Linked DNA regions of Mus musculus: region 1 is linked to region 2. A link is a contact called in public capture Hi-C data. All regions are on one chromosome and are shown on one strand. Each heading gives the region's core, a stretch centred on a gene start, on an enhancer-like site or on the middle of the called end of the contact. The rest is flanking DNA. Distances are from core to core; before and after follow the strand shown. Region 1 has its middle 33 kb from the start of Gm38512. Region 2 has its middle 37 kb from the start of Mir6378.

Region 1 (4,717 bases), core at 1,752-4,251, 550 kb before region 2:
GGTGGGAGAACTGGGTTCTGATGTTGCCAAGTAGCCTTGGTTTCTGTTGCTTATGTTCTTGCCCTTGCCTGTCATCATCTGGTTATCTCTGGTGTTAGCTGGTCTTGCTGTCTCTGACTGTGGCTTGTCCCTTCTGCTAGCCTGTGAGTCAGTACTCCTGTGAGACCAGTTCTTTCTGGGAGGAATTTGGGTATGGAGAGCTATGGCACTGGTTAGACCTGGGGTGCACATGAAAACCAGAATTATCCTGTCTCTGGCTCTTCCTTGGTTCCTGTGTCCTGATGGCTCTGCTAGGGTCCTTTTTGTGCCAGAAATATGAACAGAAGTAGTGGTCTTACCTGTACTCACAGGTGTGTTGGCACTCCTGGGAGACCAGCTCTTTCCCAGTGGTTTTGGGCATGGAAAACAGTGGCACAGGGTCAGTTCCAGACACAGACGGAAACTAGAAGGGTCCTGTCCCAGGCTGCTCCTCGGATCCTGTGTCCTGAGTGCTCTGGGCAATTCCCTCGGAGCAGAAGTGGTGGTGTTACCTGTACTCACAGGTGTGCCAGTACTCCCGGAAGACCAGCTCTCTCTTGGCAGTATTTGGGTATGGAACACTGTGGCACAGGATCAGCTCTGGGTACTGTGGTATAGGATCAGGTCTGGGTGTGGGTGGAATCTGGAAGCCTTCTATCCTTTTTCTATAAGGTTTTGCCTATTTTTGAAGCTACGACAAAATTCTTATAGATAGTAGAACAATAGGTTTTATTTCCTTTTTAAAATAATTTTTATTTGTCACTCATGAATTTCACATCATATACCAAATCCTATTCATCTCCCCTTCCCCTTGTATCCATCCTCCATCCTTGCAACCTCCTCTGACAAAGAACAAAAATCTCACTGGGGAAGCTGTAGTGTGTCACAATGTGTCCCACAGTACACCCTTTTGTCCATTCTTCTTTGCTTGCACACTTTCATTGCAATGACTTCTTGGTCTGGTACAAGGCCTCTGGATTCTTCTACTCTATCTGGGTCCTAACAGGGACTTCTCTCAGACATCCTGTTATTGTCCTGTGTCATGGAGATACTGCAGTTTTGAATCTGTGGGACTGAGCCCTCCATTCATTTCAACAGTTTAATTGGGTAGATATTGAAGTGGGCCAATCCAAAGCTCTGGATCTGAGCCTGAGAGGTATCTGAGCTGATCAGCCCAGTGGCTCTCCTGCTCTCACGCCCTCTGGACTGGCTCACCAGCAAGTCCTGCAACCAGGGCCAGCTCTTCCCAAGGTGTAGAGCCTACTCTCTCCAGTGTTGCAGCTGGAGAGAGATACGGACAGCTGTCCCACAGTCATGACCACTGGGCCAGCTCTCCCACCTGCCATAGATGCTGAGGGATGAGAGCGGGGAGGATAGCAGCTCTCCCTCAACTGGTACCACCACCCAGCAGACAAGAAACAGGACTGATTTTGCAATGCTCATACCCTCAGGATGGCTCACCCCTGCCATCAGAGCCAGCTCTACTGTGCTGCTCAGAAGTGGTACAAGGCCTGTTCCCCCAAGTGCTGCATCAGGTGAGGGGCAGGTCCAGCTCTCCTGCTCTTATGATTCCACCGGGCCAGCTCTCCTATCCACTGCTGGTGGCAAGGGCAGAATGGAGAGGCGGGGAATGCTTCCTGGACAATGACAACACCAACACACAGCAGACAAGAGGCAGAGCCAGCTCTCCCACACTTATGCCCTCAGGGTGGTGTGGCTCACCCACAACCTCCACATCCAGATTCAACTCTACTTGCTGCCCAGATGTGGTGCAGGGCTGGCTCTCCCAGGTGCCGCCGCTGATGACTGGCAGGGATAGCTCTCTTGCTCTTGTGACCCCAGGGACAGGTCTCCTACTTGTCACAGGCAATGAGGGGAAAAGGAGTGAGATGGTATCTTTCCCTCTTCCATGTGACTGCACAGGAGACAAGTGGTAGGGCCAGCTTTCCCATGCTTATATCCTTGGGGCCAGCTCACCCTCAACTCCAACAATGCACAGGGACCACTCGCCTGAGTACAGCAGCTGGCTGGGGTCAAGACCCCTGCTCTCATGCCGTGGGGTCAGCTCTCTCAGGATGACCAGGTGAGGGATGGGGCCCGTTCTGCACAGCCATCAGACATCAATATGCCCTCAGGTGGCAGAACACACCAGGGATGTCTGCTTGGTCTTTTGGGGTAACAGATTCCTGCTGCTGCAGGACCATAAACCCAGGCATGATTCCTGGTAGCAGCACAAGATGGGAGCCCACTGTACTCCCAGGTAGTATCACAGCTACCCCTCACTACTCTCAGGTCTCCAGTTTCGCCTCTCCTTATGGTGGCCACATCCTTCTGTTTCTTTCCCTTCTATGACACCACCACTTATTTGTTCCTCTCAATGGCTCGTGGGGACTCTGAGTGTCTGGGGTTGGCTCAGAAGTGTCCTCAGGAGTTCTGTACCATGCTTGGTCATTATGAAGCTAGGCAGGGCATGGTCTACCCTACCCTGCTTCCTGCCTGCAGGGCACCAGACTAGTAGTCATGCCAGGCTAGTTCCCTGTCGCTGACTGAGTAGGCCCTTTGTGGGGGTTGTCTTTCTCAGGTTCACTCCTGCCTGGGATCCGTGCGAGGGCCGGCCTGGCACCAGACTGGTTGCCATCTCAGACTCGCTTTGTTTTCAGGGAGTGTTAGGCTACCATTAGTCATTCAGACGCTCATAGGTCAGGTGAGCTTTTCAAATCTATCAAATTGAAGGCTGAGTTCTCTTCAACATTAATATCTCTTTACTAAATTTAGTTTTCTTTTCTTCTTTTTCCCCCTATTTTTTTTTTTTTTTTTTTTTAGATAGGATTTCTCTGTGTAGCTTTGGAACTCACTCTGTAGACCAGGCTGGCCTTGAACTCACAGATATCTTCCTGCCTCTGCCTTCTGAGTGCTAAGCTTAAAGGCATGTTCCACCACTGCCTAGCTTGATTTCTGTTTTTAAATTCCAGTTTGTCCTTGACACTCCCTCCATTCAATAGTGCCTTTGTTCCTTTGGCTGTCATCCTTGGCTTAGCGCTCACCTCTTTAAGTTCACAGAGATTCCCTGCCACTGCTCTGTCTTCTTTAACTCCTTGAAATTTTGGATCAAGTTGTTCTTTTAAATTCTGTGGGATAGGGTTCATCTAGGTTAACTCTCATTGGGACTAGAGTTTGGAGAAGGACATACTGTTTTGACATTTCATAGGTCTGTGCTTTATGATGGAACCTGTGCATATAGACTTCTTTTTTGGTTGTATGTCTGATGTGGGGTTCTAGCTTGCCCCAGGTTAGGATGATATAAACCAAAGCTGAGCCTGAGAATGTGAGGTAGTGCTTGGTTCTCTATTTCTTTGTGACAACCAAGGTTGCCTATTGGTTTTGAAGGTGGCGTTAAGGTAATAAATTTGTGCTGTAATTAGCCATATGTTACGAATTTTGGATATTTTGTTAAAACCAAAACAGGAAGGCGATATGACTCAGCTTTTCCTTTAGCTCCTGATATTCTTTATGCCTTTTTGTTTTGTTTTTGTTTTATATACTGATCTTAAGTTATTCAACCATACTAAATTTGTTAGTTCTAGTAGCTTTTTTTCCTAAAGCCTATCACAGTGAGGGTGCCCCCTTTTCTGTTTCTTGGCCCGTTATACTGCCATCTCTAGTTCAGAGTTGGCTGGAGGTAGTGATAGTGATTTTGTTCCTGATCTATAGGGGGAAATGGTCAACTTCTCATTATTACATGTGATGGAAACTCTGTATTCTCAGATGTTGTTGTATTGTGGACTGAACCTTCAGCTTCACACAACCTAAGCAAACACTCTGCCACTGAGCTAGATCCCAGCTCATCTTTTTGTAAATTATTTTTATCAATTTGAAACTTTCTGTTATTTTCAGTTCTCTGAGAGGTTATTTTTCCACCAATAGCACCCATTAGGTAGTTTTCAAATTATGTTGGAGGGTCATTTATTGAGATCATCATATGGTCTTCTTGTTTTTTAATGTAATCACTTATTGTAATTGACTTTGAATGGTAAACCAATCTCCTATTCATAGAATAACCCAACCCAGTTTGCCATGATATGTTAGCCGTTCTGTTTATATTGTTTCTATGTGCAAAATTGTATGAATAGTTAATTTATCATAATAAGGGAAATTGCTCTGTCATTTTCCTATCTTGCGATGATTTTATGTTTCAATACATTCTATACAACAGGCCAATACTAGCCTCAGATAATTAATACAGAAATATTAACTTCACTTCAATTTTCTAAAAAGAGTTTGAATAGAATTGATGTTACTTTTTACTTAAATGATGGGTAGAGTTCACCAGTGTAGTCTTCTAAGCCTGGAGATGTCAATGTGACATGATTTTAAACAATAAATTTAATTTCTTTAATAGAAGAAAACTACTCAAGTTGTCTGTTTCTTAATGAATGAATTTTGAATGTTTCCTAGGATTTTTAAAATCTCATATAATTAATTGAATTCATTGATGTACAATTTTTATAACATTCTCTGTTTATCTTTTTAATGTCTGTTGTATCATTCATTATATCATATTTCATATAATTTTGAAACAGAATATAAATATGTATCTTAGGCTATTCTCAAAATATGATAATTTTGCCTCTGCCTCGTCAAGCTGGGATCATAAGCATGTCCACACACAAGTGACTTTTAGTCCTTGTATTGGCCATTT
Region 2 (4,468 bases), core at 1,455-3,954:
CGTCTTCCTAACGCTGAGACCCTTTAATCCAGTTTTGCATGTTGTGATGACCCCCAGCCATACAATTATCTTATTGCTACTTCATAACTGTGATTTTGCTACTGTTATGAATTATAATGTACATACTTGATAGCCAGGATGTCTGCTATGTGACTGATGAGAAAGGGCCATTCAACGGGTCCTGACTCAGACAGTCAGATCCACTGCGTTAAGGGCTAGAATAATTCCCTCTGAGCATCTGTGGTAGAAGCAGGCAATGTATCACTCCTGTTGCAAAGGAGCCAGTGTTCTTAATGTTTCCCCTTCTGGATTTCTCTGGAGACTGCTTTCAGGAGAGTAATGACTTCTGGAAACACATGATTGTCTGTGTCTAGGTGTGCACACTTTTCTATGATCAGTCACAGAAGCAAACATCACATCCACATTACACACACACACACACACCACCTTTGACCATTCATATTGTGTTCTCAAAAGGAAAATTCGATTCCACAGAACAGGAGCAGTGCCTCTGTCAACCATAAACATTCAATTTTCTTGTGTTTCCTTTTGGGGAGAAGAAAAGGTCCATCTTTCTATGAATCAGAAGTCCATAAAAATTTCACTGTATTTGCTCAAACTGTATGAGTAATGTCCCCCAGGACATTGACACAAATGAAAATGATCAGAAAGACTAAGCAGAAAGCCCTATTTGGAGCCAGGCATGGTGGCACTCACCTTTAATCTCAGTACTCGAGAGGCAGAGACAGATGGATTTCTGTGAGTTTTGAAGCCAGCCCACTCTACATACAGAGTTCCTGAACATATAAAGAGACTCTGTCTCAAAGAAAAGAAAAAGAAAACCTTATGTGAGTATAAGACATTATTTCCAATCACAGAATCTTCTCTTTAAATGGATTATGTTTGTTCGTAGCCACACATGGTAAGGCATTGAGACGGGAGATTATTTAGCTCAAGGTTGATTTGAGACTAGTTGAGGGTTCATTCAGGAACATAGCAAGAAAGGATCTGCTGTGCCAAAAAGAGTGGAGATAGAATTTGGATATAGGTAGTCTTGGTTCTCTCTCTCTCTCTGTCTCTCTGTTTCCCCTCTCTGTCTCTGTCTCTCCCTCTCTGGTATTGGTGCATATTCATGTATATCAGAAATCCATCTGTCTCTGCCTCTTGAGTACTGAGATAAACAGAAGGGTTCTGGTTTCTTCTGGAGAAATTGAGGGTGATCTGATACAATTGTGCCCCAGGGCTTCCATGTCCAGCTTGCCACAGACTTTTGTTATGGCAAAAATGGCTCAGCTATCGACTGGGTTTCCTTACCTTTCTCCTCTTCTCCTTTCTCTTTCTTGTCGTCTCAGTATTCTGAGGACGGGGGTTGGGGGGGAGGGAGGGCTACATTTGCCCCCTTGTGATTTCAAGTTCTGATGCAATCCAAGACTTAGATGTAGTCGTTTCCTCTGGCTGGCCAGAGCCCCATGGAAGCATGGACAAGACCTCACTTGCTTTGGAGCTAAGCTATGAGCAATCGTGACGAACCATGCACTGGTTTCTTCTGGAGAAACTGGTGGTGAGCCGAGACATGCATGGTCCTGAATGTACACTGTGTCTTTCCACCCTGCCTGTTCCATGGCTGTCCCATCCTCAATACTGCCTTTGGGCAGAGGAAGGAAAGAGTCCCCAAAGGCCATCAGCCTGGAGGCATTTGATAGAAAACACTGAAAAACTATCTATGGGGCTCTGGGGAGGTGTCTCGGTCGATAAAGCATGTAAAGGCAGTCGTGCTAGCCCAAAGCTGTAATCCCATTGTTCCAAGTGTGAGAATTCCAGAGGCAAGAGAATTCCTGGAAGTTCAAATGTCATCTGAAATATGCAATAACAAACAACTAAGAGAACCTGTTCCAAACGTGATGGAAACCTACACCCAAGGTGTCCTCTAACCCATACCAATGCCCTGCCAGGCACATTCCCATCTGATATACATGAATATGCACCAATACCAGAGAGGGAGAGACAGAGACAGAGAGGGGAAACAGAGAGACAGAGAGAGAGAGAACCAAGACTACCTATATCCAAATTCTATCTCCACTCTTTTTGGCACAGCAGATCCTTTCTTGCTATGTTCCTGAATGAACTGATCATTGGAAATCATATAACATCTTACCTGGCAGGCACATTGTGAGTACTCAATATCAATAGAGCATAATTGTTACAATAACCCTAGAACAACGTGACATTAGCTCCCGTTAAAAGGGAAAGGAGAGGGCTGGTGAGATGGCTCAGCAGGTAAGAGCACCCGACTGCTCTTCTGAAGGTCCGGAGTTCAAATCCCAGCAACCACATGGTGGCTCACAACCATCCGTAACAAGATCTGACTCCCTCTTCTGGAGTGTCTGAAGACAGCTACAGTGTACTTACATATAATAAATAATAAATCTTTAAAAAATAAAGGGAAAGGAGAAATGCACTTTTCACACACACACACTGCCCCCCCCATCCAAGAATAAATTAGAAATATTAGTCCCAGAGTCCTGGATCTGTATATCTTACAGCTCTGGGGTTAATATCCACTAAAATATGGGAGCAACTGGTTAATCAACATCTCCAAAATGTGGCAGCCCCTAAATAATGAGAGCGAGGTTCCATCTGATTCAAAGGCCTGTGTTCTTCCCACTCTGCACACTGTGCATTCCATTGTGGGTGGGGCCTGCAGGCTTCCCTGTGATTGTGATCCCGCCCAACTGGGGAATGTGTTTCTCTGGGTTCCTTCGAGCTCAGCTTCTATTCTGATGTAAGAATCTTGTTTCCTTTCCCAAAACTTAGAACTTTCACAGAGCAAGGCGATCACAAGCTGGCCGGAGCTATGATGAAGGGTAGTTTCATGAGGGGAGCTCATGTTGCCAGTTTTCTTTCAGATTTTTAAAAAGTACATGCAAACTGAAGATAGAGGCAGTAGGTATAGCCAACAGCTCAGCTTGAAGGGTTCGGGAGACTGTAAACATATACTTAGTCTAGGTCTAGAATTGGAGGAAGAGGAAAAAGGGGAGGAGGAGGTGGAGGAGGAGGAAGAGGAGGAGGAGGAGGAGGAGGAGGAGGAGGAGGAGGAGGAGGAGAGCAGCAACAGCCATCAAGGGAACATCCAGTCTTCCCTGGACAAGCCCCTGCCTTGCGCCATGATAGGTTTTCTTTTCGGGCTTGGGGCCAATGTGGGAGGTGAGAGGAAGGAGCAATCCCATTACATGACATCACAGAGCACTCTCCTGAAGATGAGTTATGGACATGGAGCCTGAAAATTTAGGAACCAAGTGGGCTCAGGCTGAACACCCACCTTAAACCCAAGAGACACAGATGATAGAAAGGATGAAAAATCTCCCTCTGCTAACCCAAGGGCTGAAGCCAAAACATTTTCATTTTAATGATTGTGTTCTCAGCATCTAGACAGCAAAGTCCTTACAAACACAACACTGCAGTCAAAGCCTCGTTCACCAACAAGTTTGGTCTTTGAAACAACTGCCCCATATGTGAGACAGGAATGGTTGACACTTGGAAACAAAGCCAAAAATTCCCCCTTCATCTCTCCCCAAAGCCACAACTTTAGAAAAATAATTGCGCCCCTCTAAAAGCCACTTTTTGATGAGCCTTGACTCTGAGTCCATATATCTTAGCCATTAATGTAAGCAAAGAATTGCTATTGACTTTATCTCCTCCTCCATCTGACACAAGCAGCCTTCTCTCTCATTACCAAAGGATCCCTGAATAGAAACATTTCTTCCCTGACCTTAGAAAATTCGAAATGTGCTGTCTGTCAGGTCCCAGTCTCACAGCAACTGTCCCCAGATTTGGGGTGTCCTACTTCCTGTTTTGTTGTTTGAAGATGGTCTACCTTCCTTCAAAGCTGATTAATCTCAGGGGCCTGGAGCGAAGGCCACGAGGCCATGGAGTATTCAGGCACCAAGAAACTTCAAGGCACAGAGTATTTGCAGTGCCCAAAATTAGAACACCCTCCTCCTCCTTTGATTTTTGACAGCCTATTTTTTTTTCCTGCTACAATTTAGTTCTTCCTCCTCTAACAACTTGAGTTAATTTCTGCTCAGAGTCACAAGTGAAGGAGCCAGGCTCTAACTGTGGACTGAGAAGGGTGGAGGAGCTAAAAGACGAGATGGGAGGCTGTGGCCACAGTGGTTTTTCCATAACTGAGGTGTGGAAGGTAAGATTGGAAGACGTAGAAGATGTGGGGGCTTCTCAGAGGTGAGCGTGGAAGATGCTTAGAGAACGAGCCAGAAGCCTCCCTTCCCGCGAAGACAATTTAGTGCACACAGTGATTTCTAGGACACACACACAGAGTCACCTTCCCACATGCACAATAAACTCCTTTAAATCATGCACAGACATTGTTTTGAAAATATTTTTTGTTAAAGTCTAGATAGGTTGTTTTAGAATTTTGTAGAGTTTGTGTATAGCTATGGTCTTATTCAGT

The links. Capture Hi-C pulls out chosen DNA fragments and counts their contacts.
Region 1: a contact with region 2 is called in a capture Hi-C map of embryonic stem cells, with 4 times the contacts expected there. The contact joins two enhancer-like sites. A contact is called at or near these places in 1 of 115 datasets of contacts at active chromatin or transcription factors (embryonic stem cells) and 1 of 9 other capture datasets (embryonic stem cells).

The regions. Positions count from the first base shown.
Region 1 is chr3:35,436,180-35,440,896 of GRCm38.p6, reverse strand. No RefSeq gene overlaps it. Among named protein-coding and RNA genes, the nearest start is that of Gm38512, 33 kb to the right of the region's middle. Within about 2 kb of position 3,001, at least 3 of the 459 cell types and tissues checked have an H3K27ac peak or open chromatin away from gene starts, as enhancers often do. A contact at or near this core is called in embryonic stem cells, where this site is marked.
Region 2 is chr3:34,883,572-34,888,039 of GRCm38.p6, reverse strand. No RefSeq gene overlaps it. Among named protein-coding and RNA genes, the nearest start is that of Mir6378, 37 kb to the left of the region's middle. Within about 2 kb of position 2,704, at least 12 of the 459 cell types and tissues checked have an H3K27ac peak or open chromatin away from gene starts, as enhancers often do. A contact at or near this core is called in embryonic stem cells, where this site is marked.